Linked DNA regions of Mus musculus: regions 1, 2, 3 and 4 are each linked to region 5. The links are chromatin contacts, called in public Hi-C and HiChIP or PLAC-seq maps. All regions are on one chromosome and are shown on one strand. Each heading gives the region's core, a stretch centred on a gene start, on an enhancer-like site or on the middle of the called end of the contact. The rest is flanking DNA. Distances are from core to core; before and after follow the strand shown. Region 1 overlaps Tspan13 (tetraspanin 13). Region 2 has its middle 41 kb from the start of Agr3. Region 3 has its middle 87 kb from the start of Gm40388. Region 4 has its middle 100 kb from the start of Mir680-3. Region 5 has its middle 18 kb from the start of Ahr.

What was found. Hi-C and Micro-C count contacts between places; a contact is called where the count stands out from the background. HiChIP or PLAC-seq counts read pairs in DNA pulled down with a chosen protein or histone mark.
Region 1: a contact with region 5 is called in an H3K4me3 HiChIP or PLAC-seq map of bone marrow-derived macrophages, with 5 times the contacts expected there. The contact joins two enhancer-like sites. A contact is called at or near these places in 1 of 39 promoter capture datasets (pre-B cells) and 2 of 115 datasets of contacts at active chromatin or transcription factors (CD8 T cells and bone marrow-derived macrophages).
Region 2: a contact with region 5 is called in an H3K4me3 HiChIP or PLAC-seq map of bone marrow-derived macrophages, with 5 times the contacts expected there. The contact joins two enhancer-like sites. A contact is called at or near these places in 1 of 15 datasets of contacts at CTCF or cohesin (the NIH/3T3 cell line), 1 of 484 Hi-C or Micro-C datasets (bone marrow-derived macrophages) and 2 of 115 datasets of contacts at active chromatin or transcription factors (bone marrow-derived macrophages and large pre-B cells).
Region 3: a Hi-C map of bone marrow-derived macrophages shows a contact between it and region 5, with 37 read pairs. The contact joins two enhancer-like sites. A contact is called at or near these places in 3 of 15 datasets of contacts at CTCF or cohesin (CD8 T cells, the NIH/3T3 cell line and large pre-B cells), 3 of 484 Hi-C or Micro-C datasets (bone marrow-derived macrophages, embryonic fibroblasts and nephron progenitors) and 9 of 115 datasets of contacts at active chromatin or transcription factors (the 230-238 cell line, the NIH/3T3 cell line, T-cell acute lymphoblastic leukemia and 6 more).
Region 4: an H3K4me3 HiChIP or PLAC-seq map of the 230-238 cell line shows a contact between it and region 5, with 14 read pairs. The contact joins two enhancer-like sites. A contact is called at or near these places in 1 of 15 datasets of contacts at CTCF or cohesin (the NIH/3T3 cell line), 1 of 484 Hi-C or Micro-C datasets (cerebellum) and 2 of 115 datasets of contacts at active chromatin or transcription factors (the 230-238 cell line and bone marrow-derived macrophages).

What each region holds. Positions count from the first base shown.
Region 1 is chr12:36,035,500-36,038,199 of GRCm38.p6, forward strand. All of the region lies in intron 1 of Tspan13 (tetraspanin 13), which reads right to left. Among named protein-coding and RNA genes, the nearest start is that of Tspan13, 5.6 kb to the right of the region's middle. Within about 2 kb of position 1,437, at least 69 of the 459 cell types and tissues checked have an H3K27ac peak or open chromatin away from gene starts, as enhancers often do. A contact at or near this core is called in CD8 T cells and bone marrow-derived macrophages, where this site is marked.
Region 2 is chr12:35,883,768-35,886,467 of GRCm38.p6, forward strand. No RefSeq gene overlaps it. Among named protein-coding and RNA genes, the nearest start is that of Agr3, 41 kb to the right of the region's middle. Within about 2 kb of position 1,319, at least 32 of the 459 cell types and tissues checked have an H3K27ac peak or open chromatin away from gene starts, as enhancers often do. A contact at or near this core is called in bone marrow-derived macrophages, where this site is marked.
Region 3 is chr12:35,832,508-35,835,207 of GRCm38.p6, forward strand. No RefSeq gene overlaps it. Among named protein-coding and RNA genes, the nearest start is that of Gm40388, 87 kb to the left of the region's middle. Within about 2 kb of position 1,289, at least 100 of the 459 cell types and tissues checked have an H3K27ac peak or open chromatin away from gene starts, as enhancers often do. A contact at or near this core is called in the 230-238 cell line, Th17 cells and bone marrow-derived macrophages, where this site is marked.
Region 4 is chr12:35,293,299-35,295,998 of GRCm38.p6, forward strand. No RefSeq gene overlaps it. Among named protein-coding and RNA genes, the nearest start is that of Mir680-3, 100 kb to the left of the region's middle. Within about 2 kb of position 1,448, at least 87 of the 459 cell types and tissues checked have an H3K27ac peak or open chromatin away from gene starts, as enhancers often do. A contact at or near this core is called in the 230-238 cell line and bone marrow-derived macrophages, where this site is marked.
Region 5 is chr12:35,551,879-35,554,578 of GRCm38.p6, forward strand. No RefSeq gene overlaps it. Among named protein-coding and RNA genes, the nearest start is that of Ahr, 18 kb to the left of the region's middle. Within about 2 kb of position 1,388, at least 43 of the 459 cell types and tissues checked have an H3K27ac peak or open chromatin away from gene starts, as enhancers often do. A contact at or near this core is called in the 230-238 cell line, CD8 T cells, Th17 cells and 1 more, where this site is marked.

The DNA of each region.
Region 1 (2,700 bases), core at 187-2,686, 480 kb after region 5:
TGGGATTCCTCGAGTGACACAAAACCGAAGTGCTTTTGCACATATCTTGGGGGTTCTCTACAGGACCATTGTTTTAGCTTAGGACGCACAATAAAACAAAGCATTTGACTCCTGTAATGAAATTATATAAAAGGGGAAAGAAAGGCTTAATGACTTAACCATTTTCCAGGGTCAATTATTTGAAATGGTAACCACAGCTGCCAACAAAGTCCCACCCCATTTTTTTTTCAGGGCAGCAGTTACAAAAAAAGAGGTAGGGTTACTGGAAGAGCAGCCCATGCTGACTTCTGCATTTAGTAACTAATGCTCGGTACCACATCGGTGAAAAGCATAGCTGCCTCTCAATAACTAATGCTAGGATCGCATTGGACATTCAGCAAAGCAAATAATGGGGACATAGTCCTTACGTACTTGTAAGTAACACTGGACATGGTTGTTTTAAATAAAAGTAGGCTGGGGTGAGAACAGCTCTTTTCAATGACTTTATGTTCAATCCTATCATTAGTGTCCAGGGATGGAGCATGGTGGATAGAGTAGCTGTCTACCACGTACCAAGCACTGGGTTCAGTCCCCAACACTGAATAATCCAGGAGTGGTGGTGAGTACCTGAGCTCAACAGCTAACTTCATTTTAGTCTCTTTCTCAGCACCACTTGACACACAGCTTCAATCCCATCTCCTGGACCCTGTGCTGCATGCAGTTTCTCCAACAACAAACTCTACTATCAAGTTCTTCTCCTGCTTAAACACATACTCCTTCCTTGGCCCCTTTGCAGAATCCACCTGGTTACCTAGACCTTGTATAACGTCATTGCTTTGGTCAGTGGACCATTGCCCTTCTTGAGCTACTTTCACTGACTGACTGATTCATCCAATCACAACTCTGCTAACATTCTCGATGCTCATGGCGCCGTCATGGTACCTCCCGGCAGCCATCTCCCCTGAAGTTCAACGCGGCTAGCCTCAAAGGCTAGCTAACAACACTGCCTGAGGATCTCTTGACATCACATCTAAAACTGGTCCTGTTAATGACAATTCCATCTTTCCAGGGGACTGGGCCACAACACATGAGTTATCTGCCATTTACTTCATGCACTGCATTTTCAGTCCATTAGAAATTGTCTTGGTCCCACTCTCAATACAGGCCTAGAGCTTGTCTGTTTCTTTGACTTTGGCTAGCTAGCCTTCTATCCCAAGCTTCTGTTATGGTAGTAACTTTGTAAGTCTCCTCGGTGCTTCTGCGTACACATCTTCATGTCACTCTGAGGAGACTACTAGTTTGGGGACAAAAAGGCACAAAGAACGAAAATCCCTCTCTTGGTTTCTGTTTCTCGCTGGCTGACAGCCAGGGATTTTGACATCACTAACCAGAATACTCAGAAACTTCACAAACTAGAGTGTGACAATGACTAATGACCTATGCCCGAAGTCCAGCGTCCTTGTGATCCAAGGATGGATATATCCAACCAGCAATAGCGGCAGCACGAGCAGGAACAGCAACTCCTGGGAATTGAACTCCGGAGGAGCACTCAGTGCTCTTAACCACTGAGTCGTCTCTCCAGCCAGAGTCCTCAGAATTACCCTATCTGCAGCTGGCACAATTACAGCCCGGCTAGAGCACACCGGAAGCACACAGCCTGCCACTGTGGACAGTCTGAAGCAGCCCCATAGCTCACACCTGGGATTAACACAAAACCATGTTTATATAACATAACTGAGTTTTTACGGAAACCCAACCTCTCACTACAGATGTATGACTGTCTCTGCCTCATGAATGCTGGGAATTTAGGCATGTGTCACAACTGCCAAGCAGTCATTAGTTTCTTACAAGTTAAGGACTATTTTTTTATTATGGATAAGACCTCTACTTTCTTGGAACATGTTGACTTAATAGCAACCTGTAGATGTCAAAAACCCAATAGCATAAAAATCTTTGATTATAACACACAGGTTCATAATTCAAAAGTTTCAAATAATTTACCTTCCATACTTGAAGCTGTAGGGACTTAGTTTCAGTTCTGTGGTACTTGTTAAGTGTTTTCTACACACTAAATTATTTTATCTTTGCCACATTTCCGTGAGGGAAGAATAAAATATTATCAATTTGCAAATGAAAAGACTGTATGTAGATATTTAAAAAAAAATGCTGCTTGGTTTAGGGGTGGAGTTGGAAAGGCTGAGTTCCTGAATAAATCCAGAGACATTTTTCGATCAGATAGAATGAACTTTTTTTTCATTCTATTATAAAATATATCCCAATTTTATTTTTTTTAATTATGTCTATCCATTCACTGTGTGGGGTGGGTGGAGTACATGCGAGCCATGGTGCACATGTGATGCTCAGAGGATAACTTGCAAAAATCAGGACTTCCACCATGAGGGTCAAAAGGCTCAGCTCAGGGCCTCAGGCTCCCCTTAACACAACAATCATATTTTAGACATGTAAAAACAGATATCACTTATGTCTTCGGAAAATAGAGATGGGGCAATTTTTAATGCTTCAGGAGAACGCTCCCCAAAGCAAGCAAACATAATTCAGTGGGGAAGAGCGTGCTCAACAAGAGTAAAGCCCTGACATTAGTTGCTGGTACCAGAACGAAAAAGTAAATTTTCAAAAGGTTGCATATTTTAGCATGTTTATTTCATTTTGTATTATTTCCCATAAATAACAGCATAGTTTTCACTATATTTTTAACATTTA
Region 2 (2,700 bases), core at 69-2,568, 330 kb after region 5:
TTTTTCTTCCTGCTTTCAGGTCCCTCAGAAAACTGTTGCACAGGTTAGCATGGCATGAACATGTCAGTACTTATTGACAAGACCCTGGAAACTGTGTAGCAGAGGCAAGCCTCAGCACAGGTGGCATGCAGCACCTCAGCTGAGCGCTATGAGGAAGTCCCACAAATCAGAGGCCCCAGGGAACTAATCCTGGTTCGTAACACATAACATGCTTGCATGATCTTGTTTGGCATTGTGACTTACCTACAAATCTATTACTTGACTTATATAAACTCTAGCATATGCAATAATGTGGCTTGTTATACTGTTATTATAAATATATGTCTTTATTACTTTGTTTAATCTTCAATCCCTGAGAAATCCAATGGTTTTTATTTTTATTTTTTAATTTTCTTTACTAAGTCAACATTCCACAAAGTGTACTCTATGAGTCAGACAACCAGGGCCATGTGGTAATCATGTCCTGGACGTCTTTTCAGACCCTAGCTATTGAAAATGGGCCTTCTGGGTATCTCTACTCCTCCGATCCCTAGCTCTTCAGTCTGTGTATAATTAAGCACTGCAGGAGAAGCAAAAGAATTGGCCTGTGCCACCCATGTAGTATGGGAATGGGAGCCCACAACACTGTGACAGTTCTCTGGGTCTTCTTGGGGTGGGGGTAGGCGGTCCACTGTGGGAGTTTCAGGGTGAAGAAGCTGATGGGATCTGAGGAAGTGTGAGGTCCAAGTTTTATCCAGGACATGCCTAGAGAGAAATGGGAAAACCTATGGGTCAGCAGTAGTTTTGGTAGTTTAAGGAAGAGGTTTAAGGAGGAGCCACTGTTGGCATTTATATTTCGACCTTCATATAAACAATTTGCTGAAAGTAATTATCATTATTTTTTTTCTTTCCTTGAGACATTATATAGCCTTGCTGACCTGGAGCTTGTTATATAGACCAGACTGTCTTCAAACTCCTGGAGATCTGCCTGCTTCTGCCTCCCAAGTGCTGACATTAAAGGGGCAACTGCACCCAGCAAATGGATCTCTCTTTAGAGCTTTACATTTCTAAAAGGGGTATAGGAGGTTTGAGACTGCAAGCCCACATCCAAGGAGCAATAATTAACTCCACACACACTGAGGAAACATGTCAGAGAACAGGAAACATTGCCATCTTCTGCCTATATGAGAATGCTGCTTTTCTTTTTTTAAAACAAACAAACAAACAAAAAAACAAACAAACAAGCAAACAAAAACAAAGAGCTTTGTTCTGATCAAGACCAAGCTACTATTAGAATGTGTGGTCGGTGAGCACATAGCGCCACCTTGTGCAGCTGGGTGCCCTGTGAATGTCTCCTGTGTAGGAAAAATGTAAGCAGCAGAAGTGGAGGTTGTCTCACAGTGGGAGCCAATTCAAGTAAGCAGGCTTTTAGTGTGCAAACATAACTGTGTAAACAAATTCCCAGTTCTTTGCAAAGCAAAGCAGTGGGACCCATAGAAAAACAAAAAGACTAGTTTCTAAGCAGAGCAGGGGATGAGTCTGTTATGAGGGAAAAGTCACAAAAATAAGGTTGGGGGAAGGGAGGAATAACACGGGGAGGAACCAGAGGGAAGGGGAAGCGAGAAACAGGGTCTTAAAAAGGGAAGCAGCTTGAAGAGAGTTCGAGCGGTGTTGGAAGAGAGAACAGCGGAAAAGTAACTGTGGCACCCGTAAACCACAGCAACTAAGACACAGCCCCACCTGCACGCCTCCCCTCCCAGTGGATGTTTTAAGGTGGACAGTGACTTCCAAGTTCTGGCTCCCAGTCTCTGGAACTCCCAGTCTGCCCATTCCGCTGAGCTCTTCCGAAAAAAAAAAAAAATCGCACAGTGAAATCATGAATGTTTTAACGAAACTCGTAGCCTCCGATGAAAATCTAGAAAAGCCCTCAAGAAAACATGTTAGGCATCCGTTGATGTTTGTTTAATTCTTGTCGGGAGCCAAGTGAAAATGTTTGCATGTGCAATCTGTGCACAGTCATCGATCTGGTTCCATCAGGATGTAGCAGAGAGCAGCTGAGAGAAGTCAGGAAAGCCCAAAGGCGCCCGGCAGCCATTATCCCTATTTGGCCCCATTTTAACACTGAAGTTACCTTTCTATTAACTTTAAAAACTTACCATGACTCTATGGTCTTCTGATCCTGGGGATTGTGGTCACCATTGCTTCTTCCTATTCTAAGGCAGAAACGATCTCTCTTTGCTTGGAGAGAATCTAAACGGCCCTGAGTTCTTTGAGGAAACATAACACGGATGGACTCCTTAGAAGAGTCAATAATGGGTGACCATTTTTTAACTTATTCGTTAGTTATTTAATTAGTTATCCCCTTTATTCTAGTAAAGAATAAATCGTTCTTAGTCCTGTGTCTAAGAGAGGAGTGTTGGTAGAAACAAGTAAAAACGTATGATCTGAAAGATGGAGCACCTGTTAGGAGCTCTTTTGCTGCTCTTTCTGAGGATCTGAGTTCGATTCCCAGCACCCAAGTTATATGGTTCACAGCTGCACATAACTTCAGCTCCAGGAGATCCGATACCACGGGTTCTTGCATACACCTGCCATACAGACACTGAGACAAATATGTATCCTTACATGAAAATAAATCTTTGTTAAAAATTAACTCCCAGCAGATTCTGTGTTGCAGTCTATTTCTGTTCATCTAGATCCTTGCCCCCTGGATGGTCTGAG
Region 3 (2,700 bases), core at 39-2,538, 280 kb after region 5:
CTTTGTTCCAGTTTCTTTATATTTCCATAGCCCTTACACAGTTGTAGCTTTGAAAATGCATCTCTTCTTTCTTTATTACAAATTCTGTGTAGGGTGAAACAGAACAGAACATATATACACCTACCACGAGTGGCAAGTGTAAAATTCCTCCTCCTTTCCTTTGCCATGTAAATTAAATAATAATTAACTTTAGATTAATTAGATCAGGGTCCTTACTAATCTTGGAGAACTGGTTGCCTTCAGAGTTGTTCAAAGATCACGTTCTGGGGAACAGAGAAATTACTAACTGATGTTAACTTCCTTCCAAATATTATAAACATGCCGTTCCTCATACTCCTCTCAAACTAATTGATCCATGTCCCATTCTGCTGTTCCCTTTCCCAGAAGTGCAGTCATGTTCTGATCCATTTTCTCTGGGTTGTTTATGGACTGAGATGAGGAAAAGAAGCAGAGAAATCTTGAGATTAGTTCTCCTGGAGTCTAATCCTTTCCTGGGATGTCTACTCAGAGCTCAGCCTCTTTCAGCAGCACTAGTAAGCAGACACTGGAAGGCTTTGCTTAAGAATGCTTTCACCCCACCTGCTCTATAACTCTTTTGCCACCTATGAGGTCATCTACTCCCTATCCTCCCTCCCCCTGTATGTGGGGGTGGGAAAGATCTGCAATGCCCCTGGCAACAGTCTCAGTAAAAGAGTTTGGTTGAGTTGTTTACTATCCTTGAAGCAACACTAGACAGGAGATGAAAACAGAAGAGGTGAACTGGAGTCATGCACCCAACATTAGAAAAGAAAAGGCAACGTTCTAGACAAATCACATGGCTTGGGAACAGGGCAAGGACCTAGCAGGAAAGAAAATTGCTTACTAAATGCTCCCTCTTGAAAACTTACAGGAGAAGATTTTTCAAGAAGTAAAAGATTCATAACCCTATGATTCAAGAATCTGGAAGTGAGTGTGACTCATTCTGGTTGCAAGGCAGAGAAAAGGCTGTTCTGACTGAGTAACTAGCAATCTCTAGAGAGGAGCAGGGAAATGAGGAAGCTGAAGAATGCTCTGTGGATACACAGACCACAGGAACAAAAACAAACAGAAAAGTAGGCTAACAAGACTAATTTCCAGATGAAACATCTCTACATTTTTATAGTCAGTAGAGCGGCTTTATTCGTAGTTTTTGCAGCAAAAACAATGGTCAAAAACAGGAGATTTATTCCTTAGGGCAAATACAAGACCAAAGGATATAAGGAAAGAATGCCTGTGGGCTGGGGCTATAGCTCGGTGAGTAGAATGTTTGCCTGGAATGCACAACACCCTGAGCTTGATCCCCTTTAATCCCAGCACTTGAGAGGTAAAGGCAAGAAGATCAAAAGTCAAAGAGCATCTTTGGCTACATGGAAAGTTGGAGGCAGACTGAGCTACATGAGACATTCTTAAGAAAGAGAAGAAAGGGAGGAGAAGGGAGGGTAAGAGAGGGGAGAGGAGAGGAGAAGAGAGGAGAGGAGAATGCCTACTTAGCCTCTTTCAGTCATGGGAGAGATGAGTCTGCATCACCAAGTAGCTGTTCTTATCCTAAGTAATCTAAATCAATTTCACTAGCGTGAAAAACTAACCTGCTCAAATATTGTATGATTTGTTCTCTTACTGCCATCTTGTGAAGTTCTAGACAAAGTGGATGACATTATCTCCATAGAAAATGTCTTATTCCTTCCTAGAAGACAGAAGCCATGGATGGAGTGCCAGCGGCTTGCTGCACCTTGATACTGAAAGCCAAGTACTAGAATACTGAGGAGCACAACGTCAACCACTGGCTTGCTCCTCTTCTGGAACTTGTTTGCCTCTGGGTGGTAAAAGGGTAACATGTTCCCCGACTTAGAACCAATTTTAACAGCATTGAAAAATGTAGATCCAATTCTGTATCAGCTTATCTTAAACCAACAAGATAAGAGGAGAGAGACATTTCGTCAATACAGTCAAGGGTCTGATTTGGCTGGGCCTGGAGTGGGGAGCAACCCCACATCCTCTAGGGACTCTTAAGATCATCAAATGGCTTCACATTAACTGCATTTCCTAGTAGAAAAAGTGCAGCTTGGGCAAGCAAGAGTTCTCAAAATGTGACTCAATGATAGTTTGGTGGGGACAAAGAAGGAAACGCTGGGAGAATTGGGGCTTGGGGTTCTTTTGTTTTGTTTTCAACCTCAGCAGGGTCTGAGGGCACAGTCTCTGTCCAGATGGTGTCTCTAAAAGACAGAAGATGTGAGAAGCACAACCGGTTCCTCCAGCTGCTTGAGCAGACCTGAGTCTCCAGAAGTACATGACACATAATGGGGTCCGACATACCAGAGACACACAAAATGGTGCCAAGCCCAGGGCATTGCCTGCTTCCTGCCCTCTGTCCACAAACACACTGCTAGGACATGCTGTTCCTCACGTACACCCTCACATTACACAGTTGCACACCATTCAAGATTATTGGACTATAGCTGACTGAATGAAGTATGTATACATATGCCAGTGAAATCCTGAATTAACCTAGATCTGCACTCTGGTGCTGGTCTCCAAAGTCTTCTTCCCAGATAACTCATTGTGTCTTCACCACCCTCACCCTCCATGCTACTAGAACAACTCCCCACAAAGGTCTACTTTAGAAATGGTGCTTTGTATAACAAGTTCCAGGACAGGTGATTGGAGACTTCTAAAAATGGCCAA
Region 4 (2,700 bases), core at 198-2,697, 260 kb before region 5:
TTAAAACAAGGAAAATAGTTACCTAGCAACATTTGACATTGAAAAGATTCCATATCGAAAAGTAACCAACATGAAAGGCAAGATAGAAGATAGTCCAAACCTCATCTTGATAAGAGTCACAATTCATAGAGCTGTGTGTATCATGAAGTAGGGAGGGAGAAAAAAAAGATTAAACATACAAAGAAGATCTGTAGAAATGTAATCTGGCATATCTTCAGCATCTACTAGATTTTTTCCTGGATGATAAACAGCTCAGCTAGCTTGAATTAAACTGACAGTTTAATTCAGAGAAGTAGACAATGCTTCAATTAAAGACAGGGAGACAGTTAGCCTGAATGTCCACTTTCCCACATTTTCTACTTGATCAGTTTCTTGTCATTGAAAGAAGTGTGGCTGGTATGTCCATTTAGTACATTTAGTACATTTCCATGCAAAGAGCTCTGGTGGACAAAGCTGGTCATGCTGCTGTCATGTGACTGGGTAGGTGGCTGTAAGGATTCGAACAAAGAGTGGATGTTTACAGCTGGGTTTGGAGAATGTCCAACAAACAGTCTTTGTGTTCACATAGCTTTGTTATGTTTCCTTTCTTGGTTCCTTCCGAACAAGCCATATAAAAATGAAAGGACAAAGAATTGTATATGTATGTGTGTGTACATGTGTGTGTTTGTACACATGTCTATGCTACGTATGTGCCTACATGTGTATGTGTGGATGACAGAGGTTGGCATCAAAATGTCAAGCTCAGTTGTTCTCTACCTTATTGTCTGAGGCAGGGTCTCTTCACAGACTGGCTAGTCTGGCTGGCCAGCGAATCTTGAGACTTTTCCAGCTTCCCCTCCCTAGGCTAGGGTGGCAAGTGTCTCAGCACACCAAGCTGTTTCACCTGGCTGATGGAGATCTGTACAAGGTTTTTACTACCACGCTGTCTTCAGGCCCAAGACAAATTTTAAGATAAAATGTCTGGTAGGGTTGCTATTGATAGATTAACTGTAAAGGATGTTTTTAAGTATGTGGGAAGTGTGACCCATTTCTGAGAATATGCAGAAATATTTATCTGGTGGAGCATGGAGGTTTTTTGAAAATTTCACATTAAGTCACTTGAAAACTTTTTATTGTATTTTTTTCCAGTAATTCTCTTTGTTCCCTTTCTCCTTCCCTACCCCCTGTTTCCTTTTTCCTAATTTTTCCTTCCTTACTCCTTCCCTTTCCCACCTTTTCCCTTTTCATTAACTAATTAATTTATTCATTTTAATACTCTAATCATAGACCACTGCCCTCTTCCTGGTCCTCTCTCACAGCCCCTCCCCTCACCCCACTTATCCCCTTCTTTTTTTTCTTTTCCTTCTCCCCTCCTGCTTTAGAAATGATTTAACAAGGTGATGCATCTTTTCTTTGTGGTAAACAGCTCAGAGTATGTGGACAGAATACTTGGAAGGAAAGACACTAATGACATGGCATATTTGGGGCTTGCTGAACTTGTAAGCATGTTTGGCTTTCAGTGTGTGCCCGATCATTTTGCAATAGTCAAATGGCATTTTTGGCTTGGTTACTTTTTCAGTCTGAGTGCTTGTGGGTTTTTTTTTCCCCTAAGCTTTTTGTTGTTTTGTTTGTTCCTGTAGCTATGGCCAGAGTTACTCACCACTCAGTAGAATAACCTCCCCCATATTTTAAAGGAACCACAGCACTCCAAACCAATTAAGGAACAGAAAACCCAGTGAAGCACAACTGCTCCCAGGCTTGGCTCTGTTTATCTCTCATGACCTTGCTCTAATTTGCTCTAAGGGAACATAGCATACCCAAGTTAGCCTGACTTTCCCTCTCCCTACAACATGAAAGTATCATGCAGTGTCCCTAGTTAGAAAAAAAAAGTCTCATTGTCCAGTAATATAAAGAAAAATTAGGCTGGGCAGTGGTGGCACATGCCTTTAATCCCGGCACTTGGGAGGCAGAGGCAGGAGGATTTCTGAGTTTGAGGCCAGCCTGGTCTACAGAATGAGTTCCAGGACAAAGAAACCCTGTCTCAAAAAACCAAAAATACCAAACCAAACCAAAATAAAACAAAATCAAAAAATCAAAAAGAAAAAAAAAGAAAAATTAGAAGGTTGAAAGTAATACAGAAATGCTTATTGCTTGATTTTGTCTCTCCTGGCACATGGTGGGGGGACATCCTTTGTGTTCATCACTATATTAAATGCTTTATCATATGGCCAGCTAACATAATAATGAAATAAACCATTACTCTTACTGATCCTTCTTAGCTTTAGTTTTATTCTTTTATGTTTATAACTATCTAAACAGTCCTATAACCTCTAAGAAAATAGAAGCAGTCATTAAAAGGCTGAAAAAAACAACAAAACAAAACAAAACAACAAAAAACCCAGGGCCAGATGATTTTAGGGTTTTAGTGTAGAAGTCTATCAGACCTTCAAAGAAGACCTAATACCAATACACCTCAAACTATTCCACAAAATAGAAACAGAAGGAACACTAACTAATTATTTTTATGAAGCCACTGTTATTCTGATATCTAAACCCAACAAAGAAAGAGAACTTCAGAACAATTTCAGTTATGAACATCAATGAAATAATACTCAAAAGATTTCTCACAAACTGAATCACAGAACACATCAAAATGATCACTTACCATGATCAAGGAGGCTTCATCCGAGGGATACAGGCTAGTTCAATATACAGAAATCC
Region 5 (2,700 bases), core at 138-2,637:
TGGCCTGATGTGACTTACTGTATGTCCCATATCCAGTGAATGCCCTTGGTCTGCATGCAGGCCAGATGCAAAGTTGTATTCCTTTCTTGTTGCTGTAACAGAAACCTGATACAAGCAACTTAAGGGAGGAAGGAAGGCTTTATTTGATGTCAGAGTTCCAGGAGGATATGATCCATTTGGGAAGGGAATGTATGGTGTTAGGAGCAGAAGGTGGCTTTCCACAATATGTACACAATCAAAAAATGAACAAGAAGATGCCCAGGTGTAATCTGAAGTCCTCCTCCAGTGACCTACTTCATCCCACAAGGCCCCACTCCCTAAAGCTTTGAAAACTTCCAAAGCAGTATCATTCAATGGAAACAAGTTTTCATGCATGTGAGCCTTTAAGGAATTTTGTCCATTTAAGCCATTGCATGATACACACCCCAATGATATCAAACAGTTTAATAGATTATGTCTGTGTCTCTATGAAGTTGCATGTGCATAGGGGTTACATACAGGCACATGTACAGAGTCTAAATGAAGACATTGGGCACCCTATTTGATTACGCTCCACCTTAATCCATTTTTGACAAGGCCTCTCACTAGACCTGGAGCTATGATAGTGGACAAAAGGATCCAGCAACACTTTAGTCTCCATTCCCTAGAAATACATAAGTGGACATATTAAGCTTTTTATGAGAGGGCTAGGGATTGAACTCAGGTCCTGTGTTTGTACATGCTCTCTTCCTCCACAGCCATCTCTGCAGCCCACAGTTTTCTTTACCAATACCTATAGTCCTTGCTAGCATCTCACCCCTGACATAACCAGATTCTCATCAAGGGTTATATTTCCTCTCATCACTCAATGTGGCTTGACCAGCTCCACTGCAGTCACATTGAAATGGAGAGTATTAGTAGTTAGCCCCAGATCTCAAGCTAAGACAGTCCAGGGTACTTTGCAGTGATGTCTAGAATGAATAAAAAGCATTCAGGGATATGTATTAGTGTACCTACTTCCCTTCATTGACAGAAGAGAGAAACACTGCCATAGAGTTCTTCATTGTTGGGCTGAAGCACAATAGAGTATTGAGCATAACTTGCATTCTAAGGAATGTGACTGCATTTGAACTATTATGTGTGTAATGTGGCCCATTATAAATTGCAAGTAGTGTTCTGCAGCTACTTTAATAAACCATGGGAGGAAGTCTTACTAGAAGCATCTTTTCTAAATTTGGAGATCAACTTTTATTCTCTGCTTATTTTAGGATTTGGGGCTCTAGAGGCAAGCATGATATTTCCATGATACCGGGCCTCATTTGTTCCAGCTTCATAGCCTGCCTTTTGTTATGGTAAAAGATCTTTAAATGTCTTCATACTCACACTGAGACAGTCTGTGAAGTGGTGCTGACCCTCTGCTTCTTGTGCTATCTGTTTGACTCGGCTGAGTCAGAAGTTTTGAGTCAGAAGTGAAACACATAATTGCTGAGAGTTAAAGCAAAGAGAATTTTAAGAAGTGAAACTCAAAACAATAAAACTATTCATAACATAAAATCACTCATGCAGTTATTGTAAGTGGCACTTGTTGGGTATTTACTGAATGTCAAACAGGAAATACTCCGTAGAAATGCAACTGTCCTACCAAATCCTCGAAGTGGCCCTAAGTGACTGTCCTGTGATCCCTCCAGGCAGCAGGTAGGGTAAAGCTGCTTCTGCTGGGAACACCACATTCTTCCACGGAACTGGGCACTTCCCTTATCTCCAGGCTTCCCCAGCTTCTCGGTAATTGCTGTTTCCCACAATATAGAGCACCATCCATGTCTGTCATATATGGTACTGAATTCTCAGAGGCAATCTAACAACTCAAAGGCCAATACTAATGGTAGTTCATCGATCTCTGCTAAATATCTGAATCTGTAAGTTAAGGAACCAATACATTTGAGAAACATCAAGACTTAAAAATGTCGTGGAACAGTCTGAAAATATTCACCTAGGCTTACAACATAAATGTTCTCCCATCGTCCTGAAGGAGGCACAGCTAAGAAGTCCATGGATTGAAGGATGAAATGAAGCAGAGCAAAGCCTCTATGTGGTGAAGCCATGCTCCATATCCCAGGAGGCTGTGCAATGCTTTAGCAAAGGCTTGGTATAACAAGCAGAGATTAGCATCAGGGTATTGATGAATACACTCCCTGTGGTAGGCTGGTTTTCTTCATCTTCTCTTTCTTCCTGGATTTGTTCTCTACCTCAATACAAACAAAGGAAATCGAGCATCAGCTTGATGATTTCCTACTGGTCTGGCCCTCTACCCTTCTCCCACCCTTCCACGCTTCTGGAACAGAACCCAACTTTGGGTTCACTGTGCTTAATTTATTAGAGTGAAGTCACGTTAATGAAGGGGAAGAGAAGTAGCATAGTCACGTGACAGTGCTTACGCTGCTCAGGGGTTTACAATGCTACACCTCATACAGTCACTGTGTAAAAACCTGCACGGGCCTTTCTCTACAGACAAGTCGCAAACTGAAAAATTGCCCGGATTAAGCATGGAAGGTGGGTTCGTTGGATGCATGGGTAAACTAAGGTGGGGACAATAAGCAGAGAGAGGAAGGTCTTGTGGCTGAGGATACTGCTCAGAGGGAGGCCCCTGCTTCCTGTGTGTAAGGCTGTGTTCAGAGCAGGGAGGAGGAGAAAAGGGCCAGGGGCAAAGAGGAATGAGGAAAT